Regions from separate parts of the Mus musculus genome. Here all the other regions are linked to region 1. A link is a contact called in public promoter capture Hi-C data. All regions are on one chromosome and are shown on one strand. The core of a region is the stretch at or near the end of the contact, and the rest is flanking DNA. Distances in the headings are between cores, read along the strand shown.

Region 1 (3,789 bases), core at 875-3,374:
TAGACTAAACTGGCAAACAAATTAGTATTAAATTTATTTCAAGGCATTTTGGGTCCTGAGTATATATTTTGAAAATGTTGCATAAGAAATAATGTGAGAGCTGGGCATGGTGGCACGCCTTAATCCCAGCACTCGGGAGGCAGAGGCAGGCAGATTTCTGAGTTTGAGGCCAGCCTGGATTTCAAAGTGAGTTCCAGGACAGCCAGGGCTATACAGAGAAACCCTGTCTCAAAAAAACCAAAAAAGAAAAAAGAAAAGAAAAGAAAAAAAAAAAAAAGAAGAAGAAGAAGAAATAATGTGAGATTAAAACAATTGAGTTTCCAATTCACAGATGAAAATAAAGTAATAGTAACTTGCCCAAAAATCCTAAGGTTAAATAGTAAGACCTTAAACTATATTTATAAAATCCAAAGAAAGATTAATATTTCTCTGTGTGACTCACTAGATTTTTTTTTTTTTTTTAGGCAAGCAATGTAGCAGTATTAACTTGTATACACAGAAATCTAGTTTCTTTCCATAATGTTGGTTTGGTAAGGCACTGGGAAATCCACATGTTATTATAAATAAAATAACCCCACCACAAAGCTTAACAACATTTCAGTTATCTTACTTTTCACCTCAATTTTATTACAAATCTTGTTTTACCAGCTTTGACATATTTCATGTGACAAGACAGAAAACAACGCATCAGCCACTTAATTATCGTTGCCGAACAAAAAATAAAACTAGCTTCAATTATAAAACTGCAAATAGCATGTATTGGTTAAAATAAAGATCTTACACGTCAGACTCAAGAACACAAACTAGAAAAAAAGAACACAAACTAGAAATATTCTCCGCATCAAACAAATTATTATCAAAGAAAGGATAGTCCTGTTGAGAGGGGGAACTAACTTTCTGACCTCTTTTCAAAATGACAAACTAGAACAGCAAAATCACACTCAGGCACATGGAGTACTGTTCTCTCAAATCACTCCACAGAGAACTTCATCATTTGCTCCGCCCTCTAATAACTCATGCAAAAAAAGTTCAGCACCATCGGAGAGAAACAAGACATAGCGCATTCACAGAATGGCTTAAAGTCTTTCCTCCCGGCGGGTAAGAGAACCTGCGTTTGCCCTTCGTCGGGGTCCGAAGGGAAAGAGAAACCTAGGCCTAAGGTTTCACGGATACTGACACCTAGAAACAGATTTCTCTGCAAGAAGTTTCTGCCGCCATCCCCATTTTATCAGCAAAGACTCGGGCGCCATCGTCTCGATGTTTGGTTTTATTATGAGGAGGTGGGAAAGGCCACCCAGGATTACTTTAGGCCTCACACACACACTAAGCTCAGGGTTCCCCCCCCCCCTATTCCTATGTGAAACCCTCGGTCCCTAAGGTGCCCCTCCGCACCCCTTGTTCCCGGCGGCAAGTCCCCCGGGATGTGTGAAGGCGCAGCAGAACCCACCCGCCTCACCGTTAAAGCGAGACGGCCCTCACACGGCAGGGCCACCGCCAAGGCTCCGGGGGGGCCCAGCGAGGGGAAGGGTAGGCCGGGGCCGAGGGACAGGGACGATGACCTGGCCGGGAAGAGAGGATGGCATGGGGGGAACGGACTGCACCGCCTGGTCCGCGGGCAGCACGATACCGAGAGGAGGTGATGAGGGAGGAAGAGGGCGGTGGCCCGGGTGCGGCCCCCTACTCCTCCGGCCCGCAGGTCCCGGGCCCCTGGCACCGCGGGCTCGGCCCATCCCCTGTACTGGACCGGCTGGGGGCGTGGGGGGCCTGTCTGGGAATAAGGGGAGACCGAATCCAGGGACTGAGGGGCACGCGCGGGGTGGGGGCGGGGGAAACCTGCCTCCCGCCTGAACCGCAGACCCCGGCCGCCGCCGCCGTCGTCGCCTGTGCCTCAGGAGAGGGCAGGAGCTGAGGGGAGAGCCCGAGTGAGGAATGCACCAAGGTGAGGCGAAGCCCGGGACAGCCCCGACAGCCTCCCCGTAGCCGACTCTTCACCTTCCCGTAACCGCGTCTCTTACCGGTGATGGCGGTGAACTGCTGGATTAACCCCTTCAGCGCCGACGACGCCGCGGAGCCCCCGTGGGCAGCCATCTTACCGCCGCCGCCGCCGCCGCGGAACAACAACACAGACACACACGGGGCTCCCTCCCCCACTCCGCGGCGTGCTGTGCGCAGGCGCACTGGCAGGCCCGAAGCTCCGCCCTCTCCCTGTCTGTGCGCGTTTTGCGCAGGCGTACTCTCCGCGAGCCGCCGCTTTGGTTTGAAGCCTGTGCTGCTGGCTGGTAGCTATTCTTTGAAACATTTGGTGCCTTCTCTGAATTCCGGAGATATCCTCCTAAGTACCGCATTGAATCCCAACATCCCAAAGAATCTTCAGACCTGAAATACCAAACTCTTGATGAAACGCTCAGGGTTTCACATAAAGTAGGTATTTTGTTTGGTTTTATGTGACGTTTCTTAAATTCTAAAGTGTAAGTTAATAGCTTAGTAAAAAATGAACCAGTCTATAGTAGACTTTAGTAAATGATTGTTCGCTCTGTTTTTCTTCAACAAATGTCTCAGTATATCTCCCCCCAGGCTCATTCTTACTTTCTAAAGATATTAAATCGGGAGGTTTTTTGGGGGGGGAGTTGTTTTTTATCCTTAAACAAAGATATATGCAGATACAGTAAATAAAATAAAGAGAACACTGGAAAGTGGTCCTGAAAACACCGATAATAGTTACAACTAAAAAAGAACTTGATGAGCCGGGCAGTGGTGGCACATTCCTTTAATCCCAGCACTTGGGAGACTGAGGCAGGCGGATTTCTGAGTTTGAGGCCAGCTTGGTCTACAGAATGACAAGGACAGCCAGGGCTACACAGAAAAACTCTGTCTCGAAAAAAAAACATGATGAAAGGGGCATTAGGAGGGCTGATGAGATGACTCGGCAGTTGAGAGCACTGACTGCTCTTCCCAAGGTCCTCAGTTCAAATCCCAGCAACTACATGGTGGCTCACAACCATCCGTAATGAGGTCTGATGCCCTTTTCTAGAATGTCTGAAGACAGCTACAGTGTACTTACATTTAAATAAATAAATCTTTAAAAAAACAAAAGAAAGAAAAAAGAAAGGGGCATTTAGCTTAGTTTTCATACTTTATTTTTAAATAAGGTAATAGTGTGTAACTTGCACAATTCTAAATACTTATTGCATTGCTGGTGTGTCAACTTGACACAAGCTAGAGTCGTGAGAGAAAAAGGAGCCTCAGGGGAGGAAAAGCCTCCATGAGATCCAGCTGTATTTTCTCAGTGAGTGACCAGTGAAAGTGGGCCCGCCTATGGGCGGTGCCATGCCTGGACTGGTGGTCCCTGCTTTTATAAGCAAGCAGGCTAGCACACCATGGGAAGCAAACCAGTTAACAGCACCCCTCCATGGCCTCTACCTCAGCTCCTGCCTCCAGGTTCCTGCCCTGTTTTTTCAGTGGTTAACAGCAATGTAGAAGTATAAGCCAAATAAACCCTTTCCTCCCCAACTTGCTTTATGGCCAAGGTGTTTCATGACAACAATAGAAATCCTGACCAATTTCAGTTATTTAGGATAGTTTTTATTTATACTTTGATGGTTTCATATATGTTTATCGGGTATCTTGATCATATCCACCTCTACCTCCTTACTCATTTTCCCCTGGACATTCTTACACATCCCTCCCACTTTCACGTGCCCCCACCCCCACATCAACTCCATTGAGCCTAATCCATGAATGCTACCTCCTGGATGGCTGCCTCTTACCAGCTTGATCTTGGGTGGGTAA
Region 2 (3,573 bases), core at 755-3,254, 340 kb before region 1:
ATGACATAGTGGTCATCATTCTGGGGCAGAGCTCGCATCAGTCCGAAGTCCCCAATCTTGACCAGGTCCCGGGTAGCCAAAAGCAGGTTTCGAGCAGCCAGATCCCGGTGAATGAAGCGCTTGGACTCCAGGTAGGCCATACCCTCAGCCACCTGCACAGCGTAGCGACTCAGCGTCCCCAAGAGGAAATGACCTTGGTGTTTACGTAGGCGGTCCAACAAAGATCCCAGAGGTGCCAGCTCTGTCACCTGAGGCCACACAGAAGACAGACAGGATAAATCCGGTAGATCGATGCCACTCTCTCAAAGGCAAAGTTCCCAGTCTCTTTCTGGAGGTCGACCATAGCTCCAATGAACGAACTCCATGTTCGTTTCTGACCTGTCCCTTCAGTCACCCCCAAGAATCTAAACCCCAGAATAAAGCATTCCAAAGAGGCCCAGGCTAAAAACTCCAAAGATAACTCATGTCAAGGGCCAGCCATTCCTATGGGCACATCTTGCCAGTGAGCAGTAGAAAATCCAGAGATGACAGCACTAGGCAGTACCCTGGTAAACCCCTTTGCCACTTGTGGCGGGAAACTGGAGCAGGCAGGAGGAAGAGTGCGTCTGGGAGCCCAGACTGCAGGTAGCCCTCTGGCCTTCCCTCCCACCCAGCCACTCACCATCTTCATGGGTAGTGTGAGCACCACACCATACAAGCGAATGAGGTTTCGGTGGTCTAGTGAATGCATGGCATTGACCTCCCGGATGAAGTCGTCCATGGCCTCTGGCTGGCTCAGCACGTCAGGCTTCAGGCACTTGACGGCCACACTCACCTGCCCAGTGCAGGATTAGCAGGGCGTTAGACCTTCATGGTTCCCAACACTGAGCTAACTGCACCTTCCAACTCAGAGTAAAGCCCCTTGCGTCAGACCTGTTCATCTGAGTGCACAAGCATGCCATCAGTTTATATCCTACATCCTCTGCACTGCAAGAGGGTGGCAGCTGACTGACCTCTAAAGGTCACTAAATGTGGGCCTCTTCTTTCTGGGCAAATTCCCAAATTAGCAGTGACAATAAATTAAGAGATGAGCAATATAAAGACAGAACAATAATATAGTTGAACTATAATGCCATAATCTATGGATGCCCCCCACCTTGGAAAAAGGGGTGCTGAGTGGCCAGGGCTTGACAAATCCTGCTGGGTGCTAGCAATATTAATATACTGTCTGGGAAGTGCATCTGGCCCTATATATTTACAATAATCTGTATCCCCCCACACCCCATACGTGTATGTTTGTGTGTGGTTATCCACTAGGGAGTTTTAATTAAGAGAAAAAAGGCTATGACTTAAATATGTAAATCTAATTTCTATCTTAGTGATGAGACATAGCTCAGTGGCACAGCACTTGCTTCAAAGCTGATCCAAGACCATGAAGGAAGGAAAGGATAAAGGGACAGAAAATACTTTGTCACTGCAGGTTCAAAGCCACCCTGGTCTACCCAAGATGCTGTCTCACAACAAATCCCTGCAGGGGTTGGGGTGGCAGGAGGGGGCGCTGCAGCCCTGCCTCAGCCGGGCAGTGGGAGCTGCAGGCCTTTGCCTTTCATTTTTCCGTGTCCAATCTTTCATAGTAAGCAAACTATCTTTAGACTTGAAAAAAAGAAATCACTGTGCTCAGTTAAACCTGAACATGGCTCAAAAGGTGAGTACTTTCACAACTGTCCCTAGTCACTTGTCGCCTGACAGAAGGGGAGAGGTGCCCACCCCAGAGCTCACCGTCTTCCCTGCGGGGGCGTCCCATTCACCCCTGCGCACCACGCCAAAGGAGCCATCCCCCAGCTTCTCCAGCAGGCGTAGGTCTTTCTCCCCAATGAGGCAGGTGAGGCTCTGCAGGGTCCCCTCCCCTGGCAGGCTCCCTGGGGTGGGGGAGGGCTTCCGGAAGGTGCTCTGAGAGTGCTGGGAAGGGAACTCGGCCTCCAACCGCTTTCCACTGAACACCTGTTTGAAAGCAGCCAGAAGCCAGATGGAACCCAGGGCCCCAGAGGCACTCAGTCCCACCCTACTGGTAAGCCTCAGACAGCTCCTGGCTTTGCCAAGCTGCCAGGGGCAGCCTGTTAAAGGCACACACTTCTAGCGTACACCCTAACGGGGAACCCACAGCTGAAGCCTCAGGGTAGTCGTCAAAAACAGATGAAGATGCTGCTTGTGGATGAAGTTAACCCCAAAACGGTCTGTGAAGACAGAGATAGCCCAAAGCCCTCCAGGTACACCCCCAAGCCCCAGCCCTGGCAGCCCTGGCCTTCAGCTCCTCCCCATCTTACCCTTCCCTTCCTGAACCTCCTAAACGGCACAGCCTCTTGCCCCTAGCATACAAAGAGAGGGTAGGAGCCCGAGGGGCCCTCCAAACACCTCCCTGTCCATTTTTAGCCCTGGCCCCTTCTCTGGGTTAACCATTTGGCACTGTCTGTCTCTATCCTCCCTGGGGAGTCGGCTGCCCTTCATCCTGCCCAGGGGAGAAGATAATTTTAGTCTGAGGTTGACCCATGAGTATGTGTTATGTGTGTGTATGTAGTGCAAATGAAGCCAGTCTTTGCTGGAGAAGGGCCTGGAAAGACAGCTGGATTTCTGGAGGGGCGCCTAGAGCCAAGGGCTGAGAAGGAAGGAAGACTAGAGGGGTCTCCAAGGCCTGTTTTGGAGAAAGAAGGGCCAAAGGTCAAGAGACAGGAAGAGGGGGGCTATGAAGGAACTCACCTGGCCATGCAATCTGACTTGGCCCCTCCACTGGGCATCTAAAGCTCTAGTGCCAGGCTACAGACTCTTCTCGTTGCCCTCAGAGCTGGCCAACCTTACCCGTGTGTGCTGAGTGATAGGTTCTTTCTCCCCAGCTGGTGAAGTGAGCCAACTCAAGCCACATTAGAGTGGTCATGGGGAAAGTGGGGGTATGGGCGGAAAAGAGAAAGAAAGAGAGGGTGTGCACAGAGAGAAGAAAGGGGCGGGAGGGAGAGAAGGAGATAGACAGACAGACAGAAAGAGTCAGAGAGAGATGGAAATGTCTGGGTTACTAGGGAAGAGCCTCTGGGAGAAGGGCAGCCCCTGGGCTGGAAAGTTCTGAGTTGGGGGTGGGGGGTGGGGCGGGCAGAGTATGCCAGGTAGGGACTGAGGGATGCTGGGAGACCCTGGAGGCCAGGTCTGCTTTGGTATGTAAAATATGCCCCTCAGCCCCTTGTCCCGAAATCAAACACTAAGGGCAGCTCAAATCTGAGGACCTGTTTGGACTTTGTCCCCTCCTCCCAGTATTTTCCTAATATTTGCCAATAAGTTCAATTTACAAGATCTACTTTCGCCACTGCAGCCACGAGGCCCTTTGCACAGTCCTACATGGTAAGCTGGGTAATGGAGCCAATGCTGGTTTACCAAAGACATGACAATTTTAGAAAGGACCACTGATCACCCAGAGACCTACTATGAACTGGGGTAAGATCCAAAATTCCCACACTGCTTTTCTCTATTGTCAATAGGTCGCCACACATTCATCCTCTGCAAAAACCTGGGCGATGGACCAGGACTGTGTCCCCAGAAAAGGCCACAGGC
Region 3 (3,790 bases), core at 457-2,956, 360 kb before region 1:
AGTCTACAGCCACCATCCTGTGAGGCCCCACCCCCTCTCACGTTCCCCGGGATCTTTAAAAATACCTTAAGAATCTCAGTTCTTTCCTTTAGAAACATACAGACTCGAGAAAAAGAGATCTACTTTCCTGAAAATACATTCATAAACACGTCAAAATAATTCATTAAAAACGTAGAAATGAGCCCGGCGGTGGTGGCGCACGCCTTTAATCCCAGCACTTGGGAGGCAGAGGCAGGTGGATTTCTGAGTTCGAGGCCAGCCTGGTCTACAAAGTGAGTTCCAGGACAGCCAGGGCTACACAGAGAAACCCTGTCTCAAAAAAAACAAAAACAAAACAAAACAAAAAAAAACATAGAAATGCGTGGAGAGCCGTGAGCAATTGCCATCACAAGCCTCCGCTGTGCCTAACTGGTAAACAAGTAATGTGCGCAGGTGCAAGAGTAAATTCGTGCGAAGTTACTGCCCATCCCGGGGCGTAGTAGTGGGGTAATGAGTGAGCAGCTAATCAGGAGCTGACATGTCACATGGAGGGGTATATAAGCAGCATCATTTTCCTTGTTTGGGGTTGTTCTTCTTTCGCCTATGCAATCAATGCTCTCCCAGTAAACGTGTGCAGAAGGATCCTGTTGCAGCGTCATTCTTCCTGGCCAGTTGAGCGTGTGCAAGAGAAATGTTAACAAAATAATGTCTTACACAACAAGAGTTTATCCACAGAAGGCAAAGTATGTAGTGTTTCAAGGATGTTCAAGATGAAAAGTCAGTAGCATAAAACGTGAACAATTTAAAAGTAGTTTACAGTGCTGGAGATATTGGATCAGTAGATGAGAGAGTCTGCTACTCTTGCAGAGGAACCATGTTCTGTTCCCAGAACTTACCTGTGGTTGCTCACAGTTTCCTGGAATCCGGTTCCAGGGGAGCTGACGCGCTCTTCTCGTCTCAGACACATACGCATACACACAGGAAATCATACATACATACATACATACATACATACATACATACATACATACATGCACAGACATACAGGCAAACACTCATGCATATAAAATAAAAATAAATAAATCTTAAAAAAATAAGAAGCAGTTTATAATTTAACATTCACCAGATGTACTTATTTTTATAAGATTAATACATACATGTCTGCACAGATAAAACTAATATATCAAGTTTCACGTATTTTTCTGACTAATTAACTTTTCTAATGCGCTCTGCTGACTGTCCCAATTCTACAATGGGCATTACAGCAGTCATAAAAAACAACAAAGAGTAGCCAGGCGTGGTGGTGCACGCCTTTAATCCCAGCACTCAGAGGCAGAGGCAGGCGGATTTCTGAGTTCAAGGCCAGCCTGGTCTACAGAGTGAGTTCCAGGACAGCCAGGGCTGTACAGAGAAACCCTGTCTCGAAAAAACAAAAACAAAAACAAAACAAAACAAAACAAAACAGCCCTGACTGCTCTTCCAGAGGTTCTGAGTTCAAATCCCAGCAACCACATGGTGGCTTAAAACCATCCGTAATGGGATCTGATGCCCTCTTCTGGGGTGTCTGAAGACAGCTACAGTGTACTTACATATAATAAACAAACAAACAAACTTTAACAAACAAAAACCAAAGAAGACAAATAGAAGGAAGGTCAACACAGCACAAGGGAGTAGTGCCGGGACTTCCGGTGGAGTCGCTGCGTGCTCTGCCTGAGCCTTTAATATCCTAGCACTTAACTCCTGGAGCACTGGTTTCTCTCCCTGGCTCTGGTTGGCCTCCTTCAGAGCCTCCATAACTGTCCATAGAAACAGGGTTCTAATGTCCTTTCTCTTTGCATTAGACCCTAGCTGATCCCCGTTTTGTACCAGATGGTAGGCGAACATATTCCTTCCCAAGTTTACCTGGGCTGAGTCCCTACCAGCAGGGTTTAGACTCTTAAATGATTTGCTGGGAAACGACTTCATACAACCTTAGCCCCCTACACTCTCAAATTTAACTCAAATGGGTAGTGTCTCATCTTACCGGTAGGTGGCGCTGTCGACACAAACGTGCAATTGCTCAGGTTCTGCAGATCAGTTTCAAGCAATCCTTGATACAGAGTATCCAAATATAAGGCCCTGGGAGCAAAGGTACTATCTACTACCTCCACTACTTACATCTGTCTCATACATGTTTGAGAAACGGAATAAATTTAAGGAAAAACCGCACAGTTTAGTTTCTCATCTTAGCATTTTACCTGGCGGCGGCTGGCAGCTGCGGGACCGCCATTGAGAACTCCTGCATCCAGAAGCCAGGGGAGCCATTCTCCAAGTTCAAAGTTCCATAAAAACTAAATTGCTTCAAATTAAAAACACCTTTTGCCTCCAAAGTGCAAGGGGGGGGGCATGCTAGATTCTTCTTTCCCTTTGGCCACACTATTGTTAAGTGGATCAATCCAGCTTAAAGAGAGTGTCCTCCTCCACCCCCATCTACAGACCAAAAGGAACCCAGCAGGCTTGTTATTCACCAGGATATGAGAAGCACCTTCAAACCTTCAACCTCTCTCCCCCAAACCCCAACAAAAAGAGAATGGGTCAGGAGCAAGCCAGTCCATTCTGTGAGCTAACAGCTAACCACTGAAACACGGTCACCCCATGTCACTTTCCTGGTAATTTTATTATCTACCAAGTCAGCAGAGTCGCTTTCTGGGGAACCACCTCCCTGGGTACACAATGACACAGAGCATTTGCCATTTTGCCACAATGATGTCACTCCCAGGGGCACAGACTGTCTATTCAGCTTGTGTTCTGTCAACAGGGCTGACAGATTGCCCAACAAACCCTGAGTTTATTCCCCAGGCTGGGTAAACCCGAATCGGCTTCTGCTACACACAGTAACATTGCAAGAGCTAGCAGGTTGACCAGGCAAAAACCAACAGGAAGACCTGGGGTGTAGGAAACACAGCCAAAACAGTGCATTGCATTCCTGATTCATTCTCTCTCTCTCTCTCTCTCTCTCTCTCTCTCTCTCTCTCTCTCTCTCTCTCTCTCTCACACACACACACACACACACACACACACACACACACACAAACAACCGCAGTGTCCTGCTCCTACAAAAGCCTTCTGAAATACACTCTTTACAACAGATTCTTACATGCTGGCAACTCACGCAACAGTGTTTTGTTTGTTTGTTTGTTTGTTTTTTGTTTTTTTTTAAGTTTTCTTAAATAGAGTTAAAAAATGATCTATAGGGCTGGAGAGATGGCTCAGCAGTTAAGAGCACTGACTGTTCTTCCAAAGGTCCTGAGTTCAATTCCCAGCAACCACATGGTGGCTCACAACCATCCATAATGAGATCTGACGCCCTTTTCTGGTGTGTCTGAAGACAGCTACAGTGCACTCACATATGATGAATGAATGGATCTTTAAAGTTAAAAAAAATGATCTATAAGATATCTCTGAGTGTAACAAAACAAACACACAAACAAAACAACAACAACAAACTGTTGTTGCCAAAAGCGGCCTTGTTGGTTTGTTAAGGCAAACTGAGAGCATTAGGGTGGAGATTGGGGCAGAGTGGCTGATGCTTGATGCTAAGCTCCTGATTTGTCAGAACCGGCAGGATTCGTTTAGTGGGTGGCCTGTCACTCGGCAGAATGTCCTCTCTGCCTTACTGAGCTCTAGTGCCCAGAGCCATGCTCTCCAGGTAAAGCCACTCTTTCCTTCCAAAAGATCAGCAGGCCAGACGACACTTACTCTATTATCTTATGTGCGTGGACTTGACCTGCATCCTTGGTCTTTGCACCGTGTGTCTGTCTCCCTCACACCT

Evidence for each region. Promoter capture Hi-C pulls out the DNA fragments that hold promoters and counts their contacts. Capture Hi-C pulls out chosen DNA fragments and counts their contacts.
Region 2: a promoter capture Hi-C map of adipose tissue shows a contact between it and region 1. The contact joins the promoter of Tnk2os here to the promoter of Ubxn7 in region 1. A contact is called at or near these places in 2 of 115 datasets of contacts at active chromatin or transcription factors (acute myeloid leukemia and effector CD8 T cells) and 3 of 9 other capture datasets (adipose tissue, embryonic stem cells and macrophages).
Region 3: a promoter capture Hi-C map of embryonic stem cells shows a contact between it and region 1, with 2.5 times the contacts expected there. The contact joins the enhancer-like site here to the promoter of Ubxn7 in region 1. A contact is called at or near these places in 8 of 39 promoter capture datasets (the 3T3-L1 cell line, 3T3-L1-derived adipocytes, the C10 cell line and 4 more), 1 of 15 datasets of contacts at CTCF or cohesin (the NIH/3T3 cell line), 1 of 115 datasets of contacts at active chromatin or transcription factors (extraembryonic endoderm stem cells) and 1 of 9 other capture datasets (macrophages).

Annotation. Positions count from the first base shown.
Region 1 is chr16:32,330,587-32,334,375 of GRCm38.p6, reverse strand. Ubxn7 (UBX domain protein 7) reads right to left here and starts at 2,124. Exons shown (of 11, transcript NM_177633.4): 1 at 2,016-2,124. The coding sequence starts at 2,088.
Region 2 is chr16:32,666,628-32,670,200 of GRCm38.p6, reverse strand. It overlaps Tnk2os (tyrosine kinase, non-receptor 2, opposite strand), which reads left to right and starts at 2,004. Exons shown (of 3, transcript NR_033493.1): 1 at 2,004-2,246; 2 at 3,501-3,573. It overlaps Tnk2 (tyrosine kinase, non-receptor, 2), which reads right to left. Exons shown (of 16, transcript NM_016788.3): 4 at 1,759-1,980; 5 at 662-814; 6 at 1-248.
Region 3 is chr16:32,687,932-32,691,721 of GRCm38.p6, reverse strand. No RefSeq gene overlaps it. Among named protein-coding and RNA genes, the nearest start is that of Gm34766, 8.8 kb to the left of the region's middle. Within about 2 kb of position 1,706, at least 38 of the 459 cell types and tissues checked have an H3K27ac peak or open chromatin away from gene starts, as enhancers often do. A contact at or near this core is called in embryonic stem cells and extraembryonic endoderm stem cells, where this site is marked.